2 separate regions of the Arachis hypogaea genome follow, and region 2 is linked to region 1. Evidence: chromatin contacts called from public Hi-C data. All regions are on one chromosome and are shown on one strand. The core of a region is the stretch at or near the end of the contact, and the rest is flanking DNA. Distances in the headings are between cores, read along the strand shown.

The links. Hi-C and Micro-C count contacts between places; a contact is called where the count stands out from the background.
Region 2: a contact with region 1 is called in a Hi-C map of leaf, with 2.3 times the contacts expected there. The contact joins the promoter of LOC112727215 here to the promoter of LOC112727210 in region 1.

The regions. Positions count from the first base shown.
Region 1 is chr12:26,659,788-26,667,281 of arahy.Tifrunner.gnm2.J5K5, forward strand. LOC112727210 reads left to right here and starts at 3,313. Exons shown (of 2, transcript XM_025776878.3): 1 at 3,313-3,669; 2 at 4,085-6,060. The coding sequence starts at 4,224. The coding sequence ends at 5,744.
Region 2 is chr12:27,039,120-27,046,613 of arahy.Tifrunner.gnm2.J5K5, forward strand. LOC112727215 (dolichyl-diphosphooligosaccharide--protein glycosyltransferase subunit 4A) reads left to right here and starts at 2,768. Exons shown (of 1, transcript XM_025776882.2): 1 at 2,768-3,024. The coding sequence starts at 2,768. The coding sequence ends at 2,881.

The DNA of each region.
Region 1 (7,494 bases), core at 2,063-4,562:
TTTCTGTTCCAAACCCTAGGATCTTTCGAATGTTGATGTCGTTCCCATACTCTACCCCGCTCTGTGTCCCCCCCCCTCTATCTCTCTCTCATTCTCTTCTAGATCTAGTTAATTAGTACTATTATATACTGATTGAAAAAAATAAGGGAGAGGGATAGGTAAGAGTGATGCACAGGAGATTAAAGAAGGAAAAGTAGGAAAGCAGATTGACACAAACTACCTTAATAGTGTGTGGAGTGTTTTTATCTTTGAAGAAATCGGAGGAGTGACGGGTATGATGGAATCAACAAGGTAGAATCTTAAAAGTTGTGCTAGAAAAAATCAAGCAAATAAACTGATACTCGGAGTTAAAAGGAGGTCAGGAGGATTAAGGAAGAGTTCCAGTATTAACAAACAATGTCAAGAAGAAGTGGAGGCAGCAATGAAGTGGGAGGGTGCCACCCAACAATTGACATCCAGAGAGGAATGAAGATGACAATGTGAAACTGTGGGGGTTTAAGAAAATTCCATTCAGTTTATAACATAAAAGGAATTTGTAAATCCCATTCTTCCGAGGTATAAGACAAAGACTAATACCCCGACTGTAGAGGTAGTGTTGAGGAGAGTGGGTTTTAACTCAATGTTTATTGTTGATTCTATTAGGCAAGCAGCAGGGTTATTGGTGACATGGAGAGATAAAGAGATTGTCCGGATAGTAGAACATGACACTTTCTTTATCCACTTTGTGACTGAAAATCATAACTCTAAATCAAAGCGGAAGGTAATTGGAGTCCATATGCAAACGAAAGAGGCAGTTAGGGAGACGCAGTATATTAAGATATTGCAGAATTTGGAGGCAAGTGGTGAGGAGAAGGTAGTTATTGGGAATTTTAATGCTATTCGGGCTCATCATGGAAAGAAGGGGAAAGGCCAAAATCCATAACATTTATCCAGCAACTTTATAAATGCTGGGAATCTGGTGGACATTAGTTTCGAAGGTGAAAAATTCACATGGAATAAATGCAATTCGGCAGAAACTTAATTAAGGAGAGGTTGGAAAGAACATTGACAATCATGGTATGGAGATCAGTGTTTCCAACAACTTTCCTTTTACACTTAGATTATTCTGGTTTGGATCATCGCCCGCTGATGCTTTGTTCAAAAAAAGAGGGTAAGAGGGTTAAGGACTTGTTTGGGTGAACTGATAAGAAAAGATTTTTTTTTAGTTATCTTTTTTTAAAAGATCTTATGAAAGAGTAGAAGTAATTTTATGTTTGGATATTTCATATAAAAAGATCTTTTTATCTATCAATTATGTTTGGGTATAACGATATAAAAGTACTTATTTATTTATTTATTACATGAAAAACATCTTTTTTTAAGAAAAAAAGATCTTTTAAAAAAAGATGTAAATTACAGCTTCTCAACAAAGATGTTTTTTTTATTTGTCTAGTACTTTTACTTTTACTTCTAAAAATTTGTCAAACACGCTAAAAAATAAAAAAAAGATATTTTTTCATTGAATAAAGATCTTTTTTATTAAAATAATGTCGTCAAAACAAGCACTAAAAGGAGATTTAGATTTCAAGATAGATGGTGCGACAATGAGGAGATTAATAATTTGATTACACAGTCTTGGAATGTGAATATCAACGGTTCTGTCTCTCTCAATGCCTCTGCTTTGCGAAACTCTCTCTTCTCTTCGTGCTCAACGGCAACGACTCCCAACCCTACCGGCACTATCCCTTCTCCCTTTCCCTCTCTTCTTTCTCTTCTTTTTCGCAGCCCCTTTCTCTTCTGTGTGGTGTGTGTGTTAAGGTTTAGGGGAGAATGACTGAGTTTGAAATTAGGGTTAATGTTGGTTTGATTTGGGAATTAGAATTAATTTAAGTATTTTGATAAAATTGAAAGGTAGAGTAGTAATTTAAAATCAAATTTAATCCAAATAAATTATTTCAAAAACATTATTTATTTATCAACTTATTAATTGGTTTTTAAATAAGTACTTTAATTTAAAATTGATGATAATATAATTAATCTTTTTTGGTTTGTAAAATTAACTAAAACTCTCAATTATTCAAATTAAATTATATAAAATTTTTATTATTTTACCACTACTAAAAATTTAATTTTTAAATATAAAAATTATTCAATAATTATAAAATTAAATAAAAATTATAATTTAATTTAAATTTAATTTATCAAAACTTAATTTAATTATATTTAATAAAATAATTTTTAAAATTAAAATTTTTAATAAATAAAATAAATTAAAATTCACTCGTAATAAAATTTTCAGAAGTTTTATGTTTTATACTATACTTACCATCATCAAGAGAGCCATATATCTGAAAATTTTAAGTTTTTTGAATTGTTTGGTTCCCTCAAAAGTCATCAATATGAGCTTGATGTTAGCTTGGGATAGATCACTCCAAAGACAAAGTCTTTGACCCTACAATCAAAAGGAAAAAAGCTTTGCTAATAAAAGATGAATCTGATGTTGAATCTGAGTATGGTTTCTCGTACTAAAGATCAAAAGGAGAAGGACGAATGTGCCTCCTTCATAAAGAAAGCAAACAAAAAAACTTGGCTGAAATAACGTAGAAGCCACCTTAGAGACGATAAGAAGCATAAATCAAAAGTGGATGTTGTTTACTAAAACTGTGTAGATAAAATCACATCAAATTTGAGTGTCCCAAGTTGGTTAAAAACAATAGAGATCTAGATGACATAGCTAACATATGTTTTATAGCTAACTACGAGTCAAACTAGGAGATAATGATGTTTGAAATTAATCTTTCTTTTTTCTGAACTTAAGACCATGTATAAAGAACTTCTCAAAATTTCTAAAAAATTATCCAAAATATACTTTAAGCTAAAGAAAATTTAAAAATCTAAACTTTTGATATAAGAGATCTCAAAATTGGATATGAGAACTTTCAGGAAGCAAATAAAATGTTGAAAAAGAAAAATGCATCATGATTTTTTGAGATAACTTTTTTTAATGAAAACACTCAAAAAATAATATTTTAGGAATACAAAAATAAAATTCTGATAAGTCTGTCACATATTTGTGTAATTTATACATATTATTTTATAAATATTTTAAATAAAATAAGCAACTATAAAATAATCAAACAATTCAAAGTAAAATAATCAAATTTAGATAAAAAAAATTTATTGGAGCATTATAATTAATTTTTTTTATAAATATTAAATATATACGGTGAACATTTTTATATATATATTTTTTAATTTGATTATTTTTAATGAATAAATCTTTTTCTTTGAGAAGAAAAAGTAAAAATAAATGCAAACTCCTCAGTCCTCAGTACTCACTCGCCTCTGTCCCTCTGTGTACTCGCTTATCAGTTAATACTTATCGGTTATAACCACTAACCAGCCATTACTCTTTTTCTTTCTCTTTCGTTTTATTTTTGAATTTTTAGATTTTTTTTCCTGTTCCCTTTTGATGAGTCTAACCAAGAAGACGAAGAATTAGGGTTCTTATCAGTTATCACCCAAAAAAAGAAATAATAAAATAATATTATTTTGATTAATTAAAAAAAATAGGGAAAATATTGCGGGAGAGAGCGTAGGCAACATGGTTGTCGATGATATGGTTGATAGCATCATCGTCGGCTATGGAGGCTACTCTTCTTCTCGATTCTCCGATGCTTATCCCAAAAGGTAAACCCTTTTGACGATCTCTCTCTTCTTCTTCGGTCTTCTCTCTCTCTCTCTCTCTCTCTCTCTCTCTCTCAGTTTCTAGTTTTCATGGATTTGATGGTTTTGATTCAGTGTTTTTCACCTGATTTTGGAGGATTTAAGGAGATGTATAGAATATTAGGGATACATAATTTAATTCTCCTATAGCGTTTTCCTAAAATCTCTTCCTCTCTCGCTGAGATTGAAGAGATACATAAGTATAGAAGATATATGTGTGTTCACTCTGTTTGTGCTATTAGATATATGTTCAAATTAATTTATTCTTAGGGAAGAAAGAAAAGAAAAAAATTACAGATTTTTTTTATTTGTTTTGTTGTATAGGTTGGATTTGTTGATTTTTTTTCCCCCTTCTGTCAATGCAATTTTATAAATCTAGGGTTTGATGGAGGGGATATATAGTGGTGATTGATCTGATGAAGGTGTTTATGAGGTTGTTTTGTTGAATTTGTTTTTGGGAATGGCAAAAATGAACACAACACCAGCAATAGAACTCATCAGGGAAATGATGAGGTAGCATGGGAGATTCTTCTTGTCTTGTTTCTTTGTCAATGGAGAATCACCACCCCTCAACGCTCTTGTCAATGGACTCAAGTGCATCTTCTCACGATGAACTCGATTTGGAGATGAATCGCCAAATCATATTCTCAGGTCCACCAGATATCAACCTGCCCCTCTCTGCTGAGCGCAGCCCTCCCCCGCCCTCTTGGAACTCCGACCCCTGTGATGTCTTGGATGTTGGTCTTGGCACACAAGGCTATGAGACTGAGAGCTTTCTTAACATGCCCAAAGCTGCAGCAGCCGGAAGAAAGTGTGCTAAGCGAGTCGACAGCATGTGGGGTGCTTGGTTCTTCTTTAGTTTCTACTTTAAGCCCTCTTTGAGTGATAAGTCTAAGGCCAAAATTGTTAGGGACAGCAACAGTGTTTCGGGGTTTGACAAGTCTGATCTCAAGCTTGATGTTTTCATGGTTCAGCATGACATGGAGAATATGTACATGTGGGTGTTCAAGGAGAGGCCAGATAACGCGCTGGGTAAGATGCAGTTGAGGAGTTTCATGAATGGGCATTCTCGCCAAGGGGAGCGCCCGTTCCCATTCAGTGTTGACAAGGGTTTTGTTCGATCCCACAGGATGCAGCGGAAGCATTATAGAGGGCTTTCTAACCCTCAGTGTGTTCATGGCATTGAGCTTGTTCCATCCCCCAATCTGATGGTCCTTGATGAGGAGGATCAGAAGAGGTGGATGGAACTCACTGGCCGGGATTTGAACTTCACAATCCCACCTGAAGCAAGCGATTTCAGTTCATGGAGGAATCTTCCCAACACAGACTTTGAGCTTGAGAGGCCGCCTGCCCCAATCAAGGGTGCTCCGAATTCACACCCTAAGAAACTGCTCAATGGATCTGGACTGAATTTGTCAACTCATTTGTCTAACCACAGTAATGGAGATGGACTGGACCTATCTCCAGTCAGTGGCAAAAAGAGGAAGGACTTTTTCCTACACGGAAACGAAGAAGAATGTTACTTGGCTGTTAATCCTCCAGCTGATCGGATTCCGGATATAGAAATGCACCTCCCAAATGAGCCAAACTGGTTGAATGATTTTAGTGGGGTGATAAAGGGTGTGTATGGACCTGTTACTGCTGCAAAAACCATCTATGAAGATGAACAAGGCTATCTGATTATCATAAGCTTGCCCTTTGTAGAACTTCCAAGTGTGAAAGTTTCTTGGAGGAACACTCTGACTAATGGTATCATAAAGGTTTCTTGTATGAGCACTTCACGAAAGCCATTGATTAAGAGGCATGACCGGACATTCAAGCTCACTGACCCGGCATCAGAGCACTGTCCTCCCGGTGAGTTCATCCGTGAGATCCCTCTCTCAACGAGAATTCCTGAAGATGCCAACATTGAAGCATACTATGATGGGCCAGGATCAGTTCTTGAGATCTTGGTGCCTAAGCATCGTGTTGGACCTGAAGAGCATGAAGTCCGGGTTTGCCTTCGCCCTCATAGAGGGAATGATCTCAATTTAACTTGAAGATTAGGCACTTTTATTTGAAACAAAAAGAAAAAAAAAAGAGATTATTTTTTATTATTATTAGGAATGCTAGTATGGTGCGTTTATCATTGTTTTCTTCTAACTTTGTACCATACTTTATCTGTGATAGAAATTATTTGTCTTACATTTGATCTCTAGCTCTGGCAATTTTAAGCTCACGGAATGCCCTGGTTCTTTTTTGTTATTCCGGTGCATCTCTAAGCTTTTGATTGTAAGCAATTATCAGTCTGAACAGAGCCGGTTCTGATTTTGTTTCAGAAATTATCAAAATCCACACATCATACCTTTGGAATAAGTCGCCAAAGTATTCTTTATCTATGCCTCTGTTATGTTCTTAGATATGACGGGATTGGTTTGATTACAATTTTTGTCAGTTACTAGCGTTTGCAGTGGCAACGCGTCCAATGATATGCATTTTTATTAAAAAATTATATGTATATCAAAATTCAATTACAAAATCAATTATTATGTATTTATGGATAAATATATATTATTTAATTTATTAAAATTAATTATATTTTTAAAATATATTTTATATTTTAATATATATCTCATGAATAATGTTTAAATTTTGACCAACAGAATGAAAATCAGACTCAATAACACAAAAATAGCCCATCAATAAAGGTGGACTTCATGATAGTCTAACTTTTTTAAAGAGGTTGGATAACGACATAGAGGTCTAATTTTATTTGATCTAATAAGTAACTGTCTTCTTAAGTCTTTTTTACTATCTTTACTTTATCTAAAAAGTAGATCCCAACAAACTTTCAAGATAAAGGGAGCGCTTATCTATCAGAAAAGATAGAACTACTCCAACAAAGGTGGGTTATCTACTTTACTATAAATACACTGGCATCTTCCAGGTATAACTCACGTTCTAATCTACTAAAAATCTGCCTAAAGTATTTGTTAGTTTAAGCATTGGAGTCTCTTGCAGGTACCACCCCCAGACTTTCTCACGAGCAACTCAGACAGGCGACACCTCGGCACTAAAGAGGTCGGACGCCACCACATTCAGGGATTTGGACCTCACGTTCAGGTCCAAATCAGCGTTTCAGGTAGCCCTCAGAACATTGACACTGTTATTGGAGACCTGGGATTCACCCTCTGACAAATAGCGGACCATGAGCTTAGAGATGGCTATACGGTATGTGAGTCTGAGCCAGAAGATCAGCCAGAAGACCAAGTCTTTTTGCTTCCGCCTCCACCACCATACCATGGCCCCCACGGGAAAGGGATCTCAGGAAACCCTCAAACAACAAGGATCCAGTCCGAGGTCCACCTTCCTGAGGTTGAGGATCAACCTCATGCGACCGAGATCTTAGATCTCGTCCATGGCCAAGGGGATCGGCTACAACAGCTCGAACACGAGGCTGAACGACAACAAGAAGTAGAACGGGAGTTGCGAAAAGAAGTAAGGCAACGAAAGGAGTTAGAAGACAAGTTATGAAAACTGGAATCTAATGTACAAAGGAGGAATAATCGGGTGAAGCGTGAGGAAAGTTCCTTGGGATGGTAAGATCCGTTTACAGAAGAGATCATGAACGCTAAAGTCCCTAGGAACTTCCAATCGCCCGACATGGATATCTGTGACGGAATGTCCGACCCGAGCCACCATCTTAGTAACTTCAGTACTTGGCCGACGATTTTGACGCCACTCATTGCAAAGCCTTCCCGAATACTTTAACCAAGGCTGCAATGAAATGGTTTGATAACCTGTCCCCCA
Region 2 (7,494 bases), core at 1,518-4,017, 380 kb after region 1:
AAAAAAAGTACAAAGACCTAATTAAAAATTTCATGAAACTATAAGAACCAACAGAATAACTAAAGCATAAAATAATTAGCAAAAGTTATAACAGCCATATCAATAATAAAATAATTAGCAAAAGTCTATTATGGACAATTTTGTTGATATTCTTACCTTATTTTATTAATATAAATCGTAATCTTTTTAATTAATTTATTATTATTATTATTATAGCAAAAGTTTTTTTTTCTTCTTAAAAAAAAGACAAATAAATCATCTTTTCTAATTAAATGATTTTTTCCTCAAATTATATCCAAACACTTCAAAAATTAATACACATATTTTTTAAATAAAAAAGACAATTCATTATATTATTACGTAAAAAAAGTGTTATATTTTTTTCCCTTTAAAAAATAAAAGATATAAGAGGCTAATACGGGTGTGTATGGCCCGGCGATCCGAAGACCCGGCCCAGTCCCGAACACGTTAGGGACTATTTTGGTGTGATTTCACCGGGTCTAGGGTTGGATAAGGGTTTTAAAAATAGACCCGGTTATTATTTCGGGTCGGGTCCGGGCCATGGTTCAGATCACTCGAAGTCGGCCCGTTAGCCCGGTCATCATATACAATTAATATTGTGTTATTAGTGATGGATGATGGCTATTTTTATGTGAAATTTAAGTATTGTAAACCTTAATATTTTGTGTTATTAGTTATTATAAGACTATAAGTTAATGTTTTATGTTTAAAATGCATAAGATTTTAGACTAATGCATAATATTGTGTTATTTATATTGATTTAAATATTTGGTATTATTAGACAATATTAGTATTGATTATGGTTATACTTTAATTTTAGAGAAGAGTTGGTTCTTGTTATATTTTTCTAAGTGAATTTTACCATGTCAAATAATAGTTGGAGTCTTGTAAATTTGGATATTTTCACATGCTAACTTATAAGAAGGTATCAAGGTAATGTAATGTTAACGACCTGATTTTCACCCGGTTTTTACCTGATATAATCGTGACCCGAAAGTGTATATGTTTCATCGGGTCTAGGGCCAAATTCGGGTCAAATAAATAGACCGGTATATATTTCGGGTCGAGTCTGGATCACATCAAACCCGATTTCACTCGACCCATGCACACCCTAGAAGGCTAATACAATTTAGTGTGTGTTTGGATTGTCAAACTGAAATTTGAATAAAAGTGATTTTATAAAACTGATTTTGGGTAAAAGTAAGTTTGTGTCAACATGATTTATGTTTGGCAACTCTATACCAAAATTGATTTTGATAAAATAAATATTGTTTGGATAATATTAGTTAAAATCACTTTTAGATAGATAATTACTTAAAAGGACATGAAATTAAATTATAATGTTATTTTTTTATACATGTTTATTTTTTTTTCTTATATGTTTTTTATATAGTATATTTTTAATATTCTTAGTACTCTTTTTTAGTACGTTATAATTTTTAATTATTATTATTATTTATGGTTAATTTTTTTTAATTTATTTTACAGATCAATAAATTTTATTATAAAAAGATAATAATAAATATAATACACAAAAATTATAACTATAAAAATATATAATGTCAAATAAAAAATTAATAAAAAATATAAATAATAAATAATAAAAAAAATTCATATAGAGAAAAATAATAAGAATTTTATAAATAATGCAATAATATACATAAAGGATAAAGTTGGTAAAAAAAAATTAAATGTTAAAGGTAGTGACTAAAAGCACGTTAGTGCAGCGGAGAAGTTAGAAATTATTGCTTCTTGTAAACGTAATTTTATGAACAAAATCACTTCTGCGTTTGTAAAAAAAAAAATAGCCAAACAAAAAATTGAAGCTTTCAAAAAGTTTTAACGTACTTTTTTCCTTCAAACATGTTTACCAAACACACCCTTAGTAGTCTTATTTCCGTGTTTGGTAATTGGTATTATTGAGTTTTTGGGGTTAACACTTAGCAGAAGGTACCAGAGTTTGGCACACACTGACGAAGCACAACACAGTGAGACCGAAGCCATCTGCAGCATCCTAAGGTTACCTCTCAATTTCAACGTCTTCTCTGTGACCTTATCCCCAATTTTCGTTTTCAATTAAACTCGGCCTCTTTAGTCTTTGACATTGCCGATTCCGAATCCCAATATTCATTCTGGCTTTATGCTTCTCTGTTAAGTTTCAGATCTGGTTTTGTTACTTGTTACCGTTTCTTCCTTTGATTTTAATTTTGATTTCTTTTTTCCTTTTTGGAATTTGTTAACGAAGAGCCACAAATTTGTATGCTGATTTTTTGTTCTTGATTTTTTTTTTTGGTTATGGAGTTATGTGTAGTTAGAGAATTAGCGCCAATTGCTTGATTAATTAATCATATGAAACACTAATTAGAATGATTTTTTTCACAAATGTGATTTAGGTTGAAGCCTGAAGATGTGAATGTCATAAACAATATCATTTTATTTTACTGTAATGTTCGTGAGCATTGTAGATTTAAACTGCTAAGCAACAACTTGCTTTCTGATTTTGTTATAATTTAGTGTGATTTGTTAGGTTAGAAGATTCTAATTTTTGAATTCTGATATATCGATGGGGTCTATATGATCATGTTTTAGGAATCAATATTAATTAAATTTTTCCTTAATTCAGTGTTCAGTATAAGAGATTCACAGTTCAAATTGTACGTGCTTTCAGTTGGAAAAGAATAAGATATCTATTTTGATGCCCAAAACCATGGTATTGACATGAATTTGTTTTTGCTTCCTGCTACAGATGATTGATGATCAAGATCTGGGTTTCTTTGCCAATTTCCTTGGCATCTTCATCTTTGTACTGGTGATAGCTTACCATTTTGTTATGGCTGATCCAAAGTATGAAGGGAACTAGGGTACTGTGTGGTTGTGATTTTCATGTTGTAGACTTAGCTATTTTTCTAATGGAAGTTAAGTTGATATAGAAATGAACTTCATTTTGAGCATGTGATGTGAGCTTACTGCTATATCTTATCAAAGACTTCATTGACACTACAATTTTTGTTATATATATATCTGAGCTTCCAAGGTTTCTGCAAGTAAGAAACTTTCATAAATCATAAAAAAAGATAATGAAACCGTGGTAGATGAATTTGCTAGATTATGTGCTCCACTGCTACTGAATTTGGTGCAATCATGGCTTGAGCAATATAATATTGATAAACAAATTTAGGGTAAGGCTTTCCCCAGTAATTGGCTTTAGCGATATACTTAAGTTCTGTTTCCTATTTTACTCAAGCATTCTTGAAGCCTAATAAGATTTATCCTTTATAGTTTGATAACTGATTTTAAAATTGGAAAAAGTAGTTTAGTTTAGTCTTATGTTAAGTTGGCAGCTCATTATGTGACGTTTGTCAAATGCCGTGAATGTTACACTAGAGATTTATATAAGTTTCTTCATTTAGAGTTTTTGATGTTTCGTTTAGTGTTTATTTTTTTATTTTTTTACATTATTTTGGTTTATTTTTTCTCTTTTATTTTGAGATCAGAAGTGTTAGAACTTTATCGTGGCAGTACACATATCACATAATGGAGCTGGATTAATTTTCTTCAATTGGAAATTTAGAATGCTTTTATACTATATATGCAGTCCACTAGTTATTAGTTAAATAGTAAGGCACATCCTTTAGTTTTGGTATGCCTCCCATAGTCTCACTAAACATGTTGTTCTGTAGTTAATAAAAATAAAGTGAAACACAGCAGGTCATGTGCAAAGTAATAAAGGGTTTTGGAATATGGAACACAATGGAGTTTCAAATTTTGTTTAGGAGAGGGAAGTGGAGAAGGTGTCTTCTAGTTCTAGAGATAGAAGGAGGATCTTAGTTGAGGGAGTAATTAAAGAGGAGAATAAGATGAGGAAGAAAACATGCTGATGTGTTTGTGGTTGGGCATGGAGGCACAGACTCACCCAGATATGGGAATAGATCCTGTTAATTTAGTTTTCACTTGACAATATTACGTGTGATATTTTACCATGAATTTTATAGAGATTTTTTATCGAGAGATCCACTTTACATTGTCAAGTAAAAATTAAATAGAGAAGATCTCTTCCCACTGAAAGTGTCTGCACTATTGTACATTAATTATTCCATTTACAATATGATATTATGATATCATTTCATCTATATAGCCATTCGTTCCTAGAGGATAAGACTCGGTCGTTGTTATCATCATATTATGATATTTATAATTTAAAGTTAAGTATTTTCTTGCAACATTTGCATGTTCTGCACTATAGCTTTCCTATAGTTATATCAGGAAATTTTGTTCTCAGTATGTTTTGGTTAACAAAAATGCTACGTACATTTCAAAATTAGTCACAAAAATATGTGTATAAATATATATTTATTTAACTTGTTTTCAATGTATATTTTGTATTTCAATATGTATTTTATACTTGTTTTGCATGGTTGGTTAGTTAATCTTTGATCTTACAATTGATTTTGTTAAAGTTTGCATGATTTGTGGGATCATAAAATCTTAGTAGTTTTTAGCTGAGTCTAGATCTTGTTTGTGTCTCACATCAATCAAATTCCAATAAAGATTCTGTTGGCCTTTAAGGATATCAGTGATATCACCTCATCTACTAATTTTTTGAGTGTCTTGAGTCATGATGATTCACTGAATGTGCTAGAAAAAGTTAAAGACATGTACCATAAATCATAGAGACTAAGCATCTCAATAATGCATGCATTAGACCGAATTTGAATTATGAAAGGTATGTATCATATATGTATGTGAGTTTTGATTTTGGATGGAATGAAAGAGTTATAATACTTCAAAGGGTTATAATCACATCTTCGATGGAGTAATAATAAATTGTCCAGTAAAAATATTGGATCAAGTTCGAGTTAACATTTATACGGGCAGCTAACCCTTGCATGAAAAAAAGTGCTGACAGGCTTATTCTATTTAGTGTTGGTTTGGATTGATTTGTTTAAGTGAAAAACAACAATACCAACAAAGTTTTGTCCCACTAGGTGGGTCGGCTAAATGAATTAAATGACATCATTGAGTTCTATCAAGTATTATGTTTACATAGAGATCGTTTATATGTAGATCTCGTTTGATCACTTCATGGATGGTCTTTTTAGTTTTTTTTTCTGCCTTTCACCCTTTATTCATCTTCTAACTTATCCACCCTTCTGACTGGTTGTTCTATCAGTCTTCTTCTTACATGTACAAACTACCAAACTACCTGAGACGCGATTCTGCCATCTTTTTCACAATAAGTGCTACTCCAATCCTTTTTTTTATATTTTCATTCCATATTCTATCCAATCACGTATGACCACTCATCAATTTCAACATTTTCATCTCTGACACATTTGACTTATGTTTGTGCTTTTCTTTAGCCGTCCAACACTCTGTATCATAAAGTATAGTCGGTCTGATAGCAGTACTTTTATTAAGAAAAGCAAATTATTTGTTTTTTCTAAAAGCTATCAATACCTTATTTAAAAAAAAAAAAAGTAGAAGCAAAAATGTTTTTAATACTTGAATACTTTTTAAAAAGTATATTCAAATGTAAAATAATTTTTATCTGTTAAAAAAAATTCTTTTTTAAAAAGATGAAAAAAATAAGTATTTTTTTCAAAAACCTATCCAATATAGAGTATTTAAAATTGCATTTAAAATTTCTTTTGCGAAAATAATTTGTTTGGATATTTTGTCATTTTTAAAATTCTTAAAAAATTTCACAAGGCATTTAGATATTTTGTTAGTAAAGAGAAGGAAAATTTAAATCTCTTTTAATTAAGTGGAATTTCAAAATTCTTTCCTACCACGAAAGAAAAATACAGATATATCTTTCTTTTTTTTGTTTCCTTTATCTTGTCATTATGTTGTATCCAAAGTAAAAGTTTTAAAATTAATGCAATTATATTAGTTCAATTTAATTACTTTATATTCCAAATTCTCAAAAAAATTCAACAATTCTCTATTCAAACATACTCTAGCCATTTTTAATAAAATGAAATATATTGTAATTGGTCATAGTATATAGACACTGATGATATACAAATACAAACAATGGCAGACATACATTTCTTTTTTACTTTTATTTTAAATTTATTATGTCAATTTCTTTTATATCTAGATAAATAAATTGTCAATAATAACAATAGTTGTGATGATTTAAAACGTAAAAGTAGTGTTCCTTCCGTACGAGTTTGTTGCAAAATTTCTTCAATTTTAGAAAGTCACTCAGACACTACAGCTATGCTGCCCTAAACTATGTGCCCACAGATTAATGGACTTGGTCCAAAATTCTCCAATTTAATCATAATTGGAGAATTGTCACATTATCCTCACAGTAGGATGGCAATGGGTATCATGGGTGGGTAGTAGTTGGGTACGCTTTTTCTTTTTTCGACTCCGTTTAAAAAATATTTTCAATTTCTATTTTATTTGTTAGAGATTACTGTTTAATAGCCTTTGCAAGAAAAATGAATATTCGCAAGTATTTATGGATATTCTCATTAAAAACTTAAAAAATAAACATAATAATATAATCTAACGGTGGAAACTCAGGTGCAGTCGACTTCACGTGATATTGATATCTGAGAGCCGTTAGATGATTTGATTGATTTGACTAAATTTTTATCTAACAGCTCTTAAATATCAACTTCACATGAAGTCGATTTCACTTGAATTTTTACCTAATCTAATACAATATAATACAATCTAAATATAATTTAATATATATGTTAAAAAAAACATAAAAATAGTTTCTAATATAATAAAATACCAACATAAATTAAAACATTATAGTAAATTCTCTCTGAAGATTTAACGATTCACATGAAACATGTATGTATACTCTTGTTTCTATTCCCATTTATTTTTGCGATAGATCTTTGTCTCTGAGAGATTTTGCGAATTTTCATTTACATTTTTCTTGTGGATACTTTCCGCAAATACTTGTTTTTGCAGATTTTTTTTTTTTTACCATTTTTAATGTCTTAAAGTTTTTAGATTAATTTTTATGAAAGTACTTTCTAAACATTGTTAACCTTTAGATAAAAAAATATATTGTTAATTAATTATATATTAGATTTTTTTAATTAACAAATGCCAAAAAAAGCATGTGTTGAATATTAACAAAATGCAAGTGTTAAAATAGGTTAAAAAATTTGGATATGAATATTTTTTTTTTAGTGTTATTTTCGAACATGGAAACATGTGGTGGGTTCCACCTTCTCACAGTAGGCGAGATACGTTTTTTTTTTTAAATTGAATAAAAAAGCTTCTCGTTATGTATGAGAAGCATTGTTAGAAAATTAAAAAAAAATGAATCTTTCATCTAGCAGTGTGCAAGTTTATTTTTTTTATTTTTTAAATAACAAGATTATTTATGTATATTGTATATTTTATTTAACAATATATTTAGCATAAATATATTAATACAAATATATCTTATTAATATGAATATAAAAGAAAAATGATAGATAATTATTAAAATTTATT